2 separate regions of the Sus scrofa genome follow, and region 1 is linked to region 2. A link is a contact called in public HiChIP or PLAC-seq data. All regions are on one chromosome and are shown on one strand. The core of a region is the stretch at or near the end of the contact, and the rest is flanking DNA. Distances in the headings are between cores, read along the strand shown. Region 1 holds the start of CRIM1 (cysteine-rich motor neuron 1 protein). Region 2 overlaps CRIM1 (cysteine-rich motor neuron 1 protein).

Region 1 (4,752 bases), core at 2,195-4,694, 55 kb after region 2:
ATTTTTTAAGGAATTAAATCAGGATTCACTTAATAACAATCTAAATGATGCCGAAAATAATTCCAAGTGTGTCACATGATTCACTAAGATCCAACTTCTCACAGCATTTAACCTTTCAAAAAATATTTTTTCTTCAATGGTCTTTCTACAGAGAAGCCTGTTCATCCATGTATTAAATGCACATTCATTGAGAGCCTACTAGGAGCCAGTAGTGTGCCTTAAAAACCTAAGGCAGGGAGCCATAATTTGGAAGGGGTCCATTTCAGTCCTTGATTTATCTAACTCACTTTGTGAACTGCAGTTAAAAACATAATTTTCTCACAAAGCCAATACGGGTGATACAAATAAAAATTACTGCAAGTTGGCAAACAGCAATGTAATTTGTATTAAATTATGTCATTGAAGAGGTAGATTAGTCATGATAATATTTCTATACTACGCAATACGTTTTCTCAGGGTAGTCAAATAAGAAGTTTTCAAAGGAGTTTTCATTAACAGATACAACCAGTAGGGGTCATTTTCCTGCAAAAATTGCAGCAAAAGAGATTTCAACATGAATAACATCGATTCCTATTCCTCTTATGATAATCACATGTGAATATCTGAATAAAAATGGGAATTGAGGGAAATACTGGTCACTGAGAAATTTCTTGCCACATAACAAAAATGAGCGAAGTCAGTACTTTCTACAGAATTACTGCTATGGAATGACTCCTATAATTCTTAAAAAGAAGGAAGAAGGCTACTCACTTATCCTTTGTTTTCCATAAATCTGTGGTAAAGTGAAATGCTTTAAGTTGTAGATACCCTACTGAAACATCTGTCTAAAACCAACCATTTTATCATTCCAGGTAACACTGCCCTTCTTACTCTGAGTTCCTGGATTTAGAATGCAACTTAACTGCTGCTTTTAGAGTTCTAAAAAACAAAATAAAATAAAAAGTGCGCCTGAGTACACAACTTTGGTAGTTGAAAACAGGCCGGATAGACTGGAAGTGTTGCTAAAGAACACTAAATGAGATACGGCAATAAATACTTGCAAGCATTTTCAAGGCTAATACCAAGCACATGGGGTGTTACCCAGAAGAAAGGAAGCTATGAGGGATCGCATCATTTCAGAGGAATGAAAGGCTCACCAACAAACTGCCAAAATAACTCCATATTATGACACCGGGATGATGTTGCCAAAACACTTGATTACCGTGAATGTTCCCTGAGCTCCACATTTCCTTCACCAGAAATCTATCACAAAGAAACAAAACAAGGGTTAGAGTCTTTAGAACCTTCCCAAATCCTTCTCAGAGCATAGCAGTTTCCACCACATTTAACCTTGTTTCAGGTTGCTTGTTCTTTTTAGATTTATGGGAGGCTGGCTTAAGTAAATTATACACTCCAAGTGGCAGGGTTCAAAGATGCATCTTTTGGTCCAACTCATTCAGAATTCCCAAAGCCAAACATAAAATTGTCTCAGAAGTTAATCTCCTGGCCATTCTTCTTTTTGAGACAAATGAAAACATGCTACAAAATGGGACTTTATACCAGGTGAGAGGTTTTTGTAACCTGAGGCAAACAAACTCCTCCTCTAACCCAGTGTCCTAAGGGTGCAGCAGAGCACTTCCCTGTGAGAGTTCCCTTCACTCATTACTGCCCACTAGCTTCCAAACCAGAAAGGCCTTCTCAATTTTCCAGAACTGTCCCAAGTTTAAAAACTGCAGGTACCGATGAATATGAAATATATTAAGAAAACCACAGGATGAGACCCATTTATCCTTAAGACTGCCACTTCCTTTCTCAGTATCTCATCATAATAAATAAACACATACACAGAAGGATGCTTCCGAATAAATCCCTCTCTGGTCTCATGCATGCTGGCTCTAAGTATTAAGGAAGGGGCAGGGCAGAGGGCGCCTGTCCCTCCTCCTCTCAGTTCCTCCAGATGCAGCTCTCCGCTCAAACACCCGGATACCTCCAAACAGCATCAACGTCAACGTCAGCCCAAGGAGGGATCTCACTTTTAACTGATGCTCCTTGAGTCCTCCCAGTAACCAAATAAAAAGAACTCAGTGTTTCTCTTAAGACCCCTAAATCGGACCAGGCCCCCCGAGGCTGGTGGCCAGGGCTTAAGGTTTACACCCCCAACAGTGCTTCTCCCACGGAGGAAGGCTCCACGAATCTAATCACTCTCCCTCCATCAGACACCGCGGTGCACAATACTTAGTGGAAAAACCAGCAGAACAATCCTCGCCATTAAACACACAAATAGAAGTAACTGGCAACACGATTAGAAACACGTGGATATCTGATCTTAAAAAGCAGCCTCTAATAGAAACAACTTTTCACCCCTAGGTCCAAGCCCCCCGCTCTCCGCCCCTTCATTCAGGAGAGAAAGCCTCTGACCATTTTCAATAGGCAAATAAATGAGTAACCACCGTATGTAACTTCCCTTGGGCTGACATATTCCGGAGCTGAAATTGATTTATATGCGCAGGAGGAGGAAGGGGGTGACGGAAAAGAGCAAGGAAAAAATAATAAAAGAGTCACACAGGGAGTGTGAGCTGGAGACACGTCTCCGCCAGCAGAAAATGGACTTTTGCGGACACGGTGAAGCACTTGGTTCCACACTGCGCTAGTGCGGGGAGGGCGGCAGGGGCTGGACTCCCCGAGGGGCTCGCGACAGCCTCTGCAGTGCCCCCTGCCCGTGGCGCCCCCACGTCGGGGAGCACAGCCGGGACACCCCACCCAGCCGCAGCCCGATAGGCCACACGTGTGAGCTTCTGTACGCGGCCGGGGGCGACTCCCCTCTCTCTAGCCTCCACCCACGAAATCCAACCTCAACCGCGGCCTGCCAGGCATCAGGGGGAACAGCGAGCGGGAACCCAGGGACGCGGGGCTCTCTGCCGGGGGCGGGGGCATCCCTCCTCCCGCGGAGCCCTCTCTCCTCGGGAAAGTCTCAGCCAAACTTTGTTCCGCGCAGCCAGCGCAGAGGGGGCGGCGCGGGCCAGGTGGGAGGGGGCACGCGGCGGGCGGCCGTACCTTCGCAGACGCCCACTTCGTACTCGGTGATGGAGTCGCCATTGAGCGGGGGGCGGATGACACAGCGCAGCCCCCGGTCGCAGGCTCCGTGGAGCCCGTAGGCGCCGCCGCAGCTCTCGTTCCTCTGGCGGGCGCACATGTAGCAGCAGCCGCAGACGCCCTGCACGATGCTCCCGGGGCAGCTCCTGGGCTCTTCGCACTTGGACTCGTCGCAGGGCAGGCAGACCAGCGCCCGGGTGCCAGAGCGCGCCAGCAGCAGCAAGAGCCCCAGCAGCGAGCCGGCCAGCCCCCTGCCCCCCGCCACCAAGTACATCCTCCTGCGCCGCCGCCTCCTCCTCGCAGTCGGGCCGGGAGCGGGGCGGGCGCCCTCCCCTGTGCGGGGCACACGCGCCGCCGCCGCCGCACCCGCAGCCCGCGGTCCTCGCCGCCCCCCTCGGGGCCCCCGGGGCGCGCCTCCCCTGGCGGGGCGAGGCCCCCGCCCCCTCTGCGGGCCGCGCCGACCCCGAGCCCACTAGCGTTGGCGCCAGCGGGGGCCTCCCCTCTTCCTCCTCCTCCCGGGAGGGAGGGGGAAAAAAGAAAAAAAGTTTCCTCCCGGCAGCTCCGGTTCAACCCAAACTTCTGGCGGCGGCGGCAGCGGCTGCGCCCGGCTCCAGCTCCGGCTGGCGGCGCCTCCTCCCTCTCCTCCTCCGCGTCGGCCGGCCCCGCGGCAGTGGCGGTTGCGGTGGCGGCGCAGCCTCCGGGCCGGTCCCCGCCTCCCGAGCAGCCGAGTGGGCGCGGTGGCGCAGCAGAAGGTCCGCGGCGTCCGCTCCGCGCGCCTGGTTCGCCTCACTCCTGCGCCGCTCCTCCGGGCGCTTGTTTATGGCTCGAGCCTCTGCCGCTCCGGCTGCGCCCTCCCCCATCCTACCTCATCCCCCAGCCCGCGCCGCGCGCCGCTCATTGGCTGCCCCCCACCCCTCCCGGCCCGGCCGGCTCCCTCCCCCTCCTCCGCCCTCCCTACCCGGCGGCCGGGCCCTTCCTCCCTCGCACGCCTCCCCCCACCCCCCCCACGCTCCTCCTGTGCCTCCGGAGCCCGGCGCACCGAGCCGGCCCTGCAGCGGGGTCTTCGCGCGCCTCGCCCGTTCTGGCGTCGCCCGCTCGCTGCGGCTCGGGGAGCGAGGCGCATCCGGCGAGCTACCAGAGTCGCGGCGTCCCGAGCGCCCGCCGGCCCCAGGTCCACCGTGGCTGGCCTGGGAGTCCTGAGGGCGAGACGGCTGCACCTCCGGTGCCGGCTTTGAGTTCCGAGAATGGCTGGGGACCCCGGAGCTCGGGGCGGGGTGGGGGAGAATTGCTGCAGCCCTTGGCTGGAGTACCCGCCGGATCGAACCCCGGGAAAGGGAAGCAAATGCATGGAACCTCCGCAAAACTGGACGAGAATCCATCTTCCACTGGAGCTGGGAATAGACTTTGTAAAAGATCTTATGTAATGGAGTCTCGGGAAGCTCGAGACGCCTCCAGCGAAGCTGCTGGTGAATTAATTAAGTGCTTTAAATCGTCTAGGTAAATATTCCGGGGCGGGGGGACGACTGTTGGGGGCCTCCGTAGCTTGAGTTGCATTTTAACTGCCTACATCTTGTCTGTTTCGTCGCTCTGCCGTCTGTGCCGAGGTACTACATTATCGGAGGGGGCGAGTGGAAAGTGGAGGTGAATTTTTCTCCCTTGAGTAAGGCTGAACACTGGATT
Region 2 (5,069 bases), core at 953-3,452:
ACAACAGACCAAAGGAACAGATTTTGAGGAGGAAGCAAAAGCCCTTATTTCATTTTCCAAGCCAAGTAAAAGGAAAAAAAAAAATTAAGAAGTACACGATAAAATATGAGCTCGTTTACTGACACATAGCTTTTCTTTAGGTCTATAAAACTTTGATTTTATCTACAAATACATGGAATATTCAGAAAAAGGAGTATCAATTTTTAAACATTATTAAATTCTTGTATTGTTCTTTTGTTATTACAACAGGAAAAGAAAAGCTACTGATAAGGAGAGAGCACTTTACTTGCTTTTCGGGAAATTAAAAAAAAAAAAAAAAAAAAAATCCCAGCGACAGAGAAAAGAATAATGAAGTGTAGGAAAACCGGGAAGTTGTCAGCCAGAAAAGAAAAACACATCCACAATTTAAAGGAACATTCCAGGCTCTTAAAAACTCAGACAAATATTAATCCATCGCATATTAACGCCTTCCCCCTTCCACCTTTCCAGGCACTACTTACAGCTGTTACTTCTTTCTGATGCAAAGAACACTTAGCAACAGGGACTGCAAATCAAAAGCAGGCAGGCACCCTATTGACAGGGTATATCTCCAGCTTTACATATTCCAATAACCAATGTGGATCCACTATCTTAGAAACTATGCACCATTAGAAGAAAGGCCTAGGTTTCAAAATATATTCCAATGCTCAGAACAATATCTTAGTGACCACTACGAACTAGAGAATGAGTCAAGTTTTACCCTTACTAGAGCATTTCTATGTTAAAAAGAAAAAAAAAAAACCCCAATTTTGAAATGTAGTGCTTTTAAATACCTTTCTTGAGAAAGTTACACATTTCACAAAGATTACCACCAGCTCTAGAAGTAAACATAGCTTGTCTATTCATCACAAAACAGCTCTGTAAACGGATTAAAATGAGCTTTGGTTTATTTGTTCTTTATCAGTGTCTTCTAGAATGTCACCATGCACAACAGTACTCAGGCTGGGAATGGCTACTCTGCCCTTATCACAGCTGCCCGTGTGGCCGTCTCATCTCTCCCACTGGAGGTGATGCCCCTTCTGTGTCAACTCAACAGTGGGGGTGGCCCCAGGTGTGCAGGACATAGGAAGGAGCGGGATTAACTTCAGGGATCCTTGTTCCATCCTAAAGAGGTTGCCCCCTTCTGGGCTGAACCCCTTTAATAGGAATGTCACCGTTGGAAAGGATTAACATGTGGCTGCTGGATGAGGAAATACTCTAGAGTGTTATGAGGTTAAGTATGTAAGATTTTGCCTAGATTACTGGTGCTGGTAAAGAGAAAGAGGATGCTGGGCTTTTGAGGGAGGAAAAACCTCACAGGACAGGATGAGGTGGCCCTGGGAAAAAAGACACTTGCCATCTTCACCATGTTCCCCTACGCAGCAGCTCTGCTAACCTTCAGCAACAAGTGCAAGAAACTGGAGCTTTCCTAGAGGGGTATCTTTCTGTGCGCTTGTATACATTCATGGGTGTCTCTTTCCACTAATAAAGATTTCCTTGCTCTTTAAAAAACTAAAATCTTCTTTATTCAAAAAGGGTTTTGCTGTTATTGTTTTTCCTGAAGGATCTCTTCATCAAGGTACTAGGTAAATACTAGCAAGGCTGGAAAATGGAAAGAACACACTATCTACCAGAGAATCCTTAACCATATTGATAAAATTATAAGAGCATTTGAAATGATCCCTTTCTGATGGAATGTAAATTCCTGTTAAAGTGATTATGCTCCCAAACTGCTTCTTGAACTTCCCTTTTCACAGACTTTTCCCCTCCCCATAAGCAGAACAAATACAAAACCGCCAAGCCTGCCTGAGTTGTGTCCAAAACCCCAGATTACGGTTGGGGAATACTGATTACACCAATTAATGAGGTTGTAATGGCTTGAGCTTGGGGATGACAACTCCTGACGGTCCACACCCTTGGCGTGGCTGAGGGAGGCAGCTGGCTTGGGGCGGGAGGACACAGAAGGGGCAGCTCCAACTCCTCGCAGAGGGAGGTCCCTGCTCTGGGGAGTGGTCCCCACCCGCTCCCACAGAGGCGGCAGCTCAGATGGCCTCGTGGGGCGGGATTCCAGGCCTTTTGCCGGTGTCAGGAAAAGCCGTTGTGGGGGCCAGCGTTTAGACGGACACAGCTGGGCAAAGCAGCAACTCAGCAGCTCTGTGCGATAGAGCACACGCCAAGCCTGGAAATAACTGAGAGGTCACCTACAGCCAAGTCGGAAACCACAAATCTACAAGGGGTTGCTCAGTGCTACCCAGAAGCTAAAATGTTAACCTGCTCAAGGCCAGTGTTGGACCCACGTTTAAGCATCCCTGGTTGGTGGAAATACAGTTTTCAGACCGGCCTCCAAAGAATACCTTCTCTGGCTGATGGTGTCAGGTTATTTTTTGTCCTTTTAATATTGAGTGTGTCTTTTTAAAAACAGGATCACCAAGCACATGGTATTTAATTTCAAAACAAGCATACACTTGCAGCAAAAACTGTTCACCTACAACTTCTGGTACTCCTGTCACTAACCTAGGAAAAAGCATAGGAAGAGGACAGACAGATGGCTTGGTACAGAAGAGACAGGTTGAAAGTACAGATGAAAAGCTAGAACAAAGGGGAAGGACATTAATACATGGTACAAAGCACTAGGACTAATTTACCTGTGACTGTGCAGCAAGCATCCTGCTAAGGCTCAGACTGAAAAACATTTCTATACCATTCAGTGTAGCCCCGATGTGGCTGAATGAAATGCCCCTCTATACACACACACACACACACACACACACACACACACACACACACTCCCTTCTTAGCACAAGGATACAAAATATTTAATCATGGCTTTTCTTTTTTTCTGCTGGGCACAAGAAACCACAACCAGAAGGTCACTGTATGACTTCCAACGGTTAAAATGCAGGTATAATTATTCAACCAACTGTCCTCTCCAACTGGTCTTAGGCCAAGTTCCCTGAGTTTCCTGTTTTGACTTCCCAGATATTCAAAACTGGTTTCCGCCTCTTCGTAGTCATTTTTTCCCCCTTAAACTAGTTATCAAGACATCAAAACAACAATTGTACCCAAAATTCTAAAATATTTAGCTGTCAACCTAAATAAAAAGTCTACCACTATGAAAATAAATAATTTTGTCTACTCTTCCTTTCCCCAAGAAATTGTTGGAATTTAAAGTAAAAGTCTATTTAAATTTCAAAATCATTATATGTATGTGCATCAAAAAGGAGTGATATATCACATTATCATTTTGTGATGGTTGTTACAGAGAGGGCAATAGCAAAGCATTTAAAGTTGCATAAAAGCCTTACTGCCTTAATTAAACAAATGTACTTAATGGCACTTGGGCAGCTAAAGGAAAAATCAAAAGCTGAGACCTTGATGGTAATGAGGTCCCTTATCCACCTGGAAGGTAAGGTTAAAAGTGCTTTTTTTTTTAAATTTGGTCAAGGGAATAGTCGTTATCTCCAAATGCGGTAAGCAGTATTACCAAATTCCTCAAAAATATATTTTTAGGAGTGTCCGTTGTGGCGCAGTGGTTAACGAATCCGACTAGGAACCATGAGGTTGCGGGTTCGGTCCCTGCGCTTGCTCAGTGGGTTAAGGATTCAGTGTTGCCCGTGAGCTGTGGTGTAGGTCGCAGACCCGGCTCGGATCCCGCGTTGCTGTGGCTCTGGCATAGGCTGGTGGCTACAGCTCCGATTCAACCCCTAGCCTGGGAACCTCCATATGCCGAGGGAGTAGCCCTAGAAAAGGCATTTTATTTTTTTAAAACAATGTAGATGAGCTAAAACAATATATTCACAAGCATAATACTGATTTCAGATGTACCTAGCCTAAGAGAAATAGGATCTGTAATGAGTAATTTTAATGAAGTACATTTAAAAATTGTGAATTAGTGCACAGGAAGGTCTGGACACAGAGAAAGTACAGTCCCTATGGCTTCAGAATAAGTTGAGAACCAAAGTTTAAGAGGTTCTCTCTTTTGGTGTTTTTTTGTTTTGGTAGTTCAGTACATGTATTTTATTATCATGGGTTATAGAAGAGCAGTTTTAAAAGGCCAAGTGCCTCTCAAAGATGTTTCTTCTCTAAACTTCATAAACTTCATAAAATGTATAATAAATACCCCCATTTCTATCCTCCTTCCCACAGAAAAGTTACAGTTATGATAAGTTGTTAAGGACCTTATAAACTTAATGCTGCTACTCATAATCTTACAGTACACTGTTGTATTTCAGGAGAACATAGAATTTGACTCTCAGTATGTCTGAGTCTGTGACCTTATTATTATACTGGGTCATTTTTACTATAGTCAATACTCTACTCTGAAAGATTTGGCAGGAATGATATTTGATATCATGCAGATCAACATAACTGTAAAAAAAACCCACAGACATAAGGTCTTAGATATAGTTCTAAAGTTTAGCGAAGATCAAATGGTTAAGTTATATAAAGGATCATCTCTACTGAAAACAATTTCCTCAGCACCTAAGTTTTGGTATTTGTTTCTCACCATGTGATCCTATACATGCACTATAACATGCCTCAGTGGGGTTTTAATTTCTTTTCATATTTACTTGCAAAATAGTTATAATTCATTTAATTATAAAATGAAACCATCACTATATATTAATATTTGAAGTCTGGCAATTTATACAGAGGATCTGACTTTCTTTTTTTTTTTTTTTTTTTTAAGTATTAGAATTTCTAGGTCCAATGAAATCGGGGCAGCCACTATGGAAAAACAGTATGAAGATTCCTTAAAAAACCAAAGATAGAGTTACTGTATGATCCAGCAACCCTACTCCTTGGTATATACCTGGAGAAAACTGTAATTTGAAAAGATACATGTACCCCTGTGTTCACTGCAGCACTATTTACAACAGACAAGACATGGAAGAAGCCTAAACATCCATCAACAGACATATGGATAAAGAAGATGTGGTACATAGACCCAATGGAATATTGTTCAGCCATAAAAAAGAATGAAATAATGCCATTTGTAGCAACGTGGGTGGACCTAGAGATTATGATACTGAGTGAACTGAGACAGAGAA

Evidence for each region. HiChIP or PLAC-seq counts read pairs in DNA pulled down with a chosen protein or histone mark.
Region 1: an H3K27ac HiChIP or PLAC-seq map of skeletal muscle shows a contact between it and region 2. The contact joins the promoter of CRIM1 here to the enhancer-like site in region 2. A contact is called at or near these places in 8 of 47 Hi-C or Micro-C datasets (brain, embryonic fibroblasts, mesenteric adipose tissue and 3 more) and 1 of 2 datasets of contacts at active chromatin or transcription factors (skeletal muscle).

Annotation. Positions count from the first base shown.
Region 1 is chr3:103,812,012-103,816,763 of Sscrofa11.1, forward strand. It overlaps CRIM1 (cysteine-rich motor neuron 1 protein), which reads right to left and starts at 3,445. Exons shown (of 16, transcript XM_021087639.1): 1 at 3,034-3,445. The coding sequence starts at 3,346.
Region 2 is chr3:103,758,204-103,763,272 of Sscrofa11.1, forward strand. All of the region lies in intron 2 of CRIM1 (cysteine-rich motor neuron 1 protein), which reads right to left. Among named protein-coding and RNA genes, the nearest start is that of CRIM1, 55 kb to the right of the region's middle. Within about 2 kb of position 2,203, at least 16 of the 83 cell types and tissues checked have an H3K27ac peak or open chromatin away from gene starts, as enhancers often do. A contact at or near this core is called in omental adipose tissue, retroperitoneal adipose tissue and skeletal muscle, where this site is marked.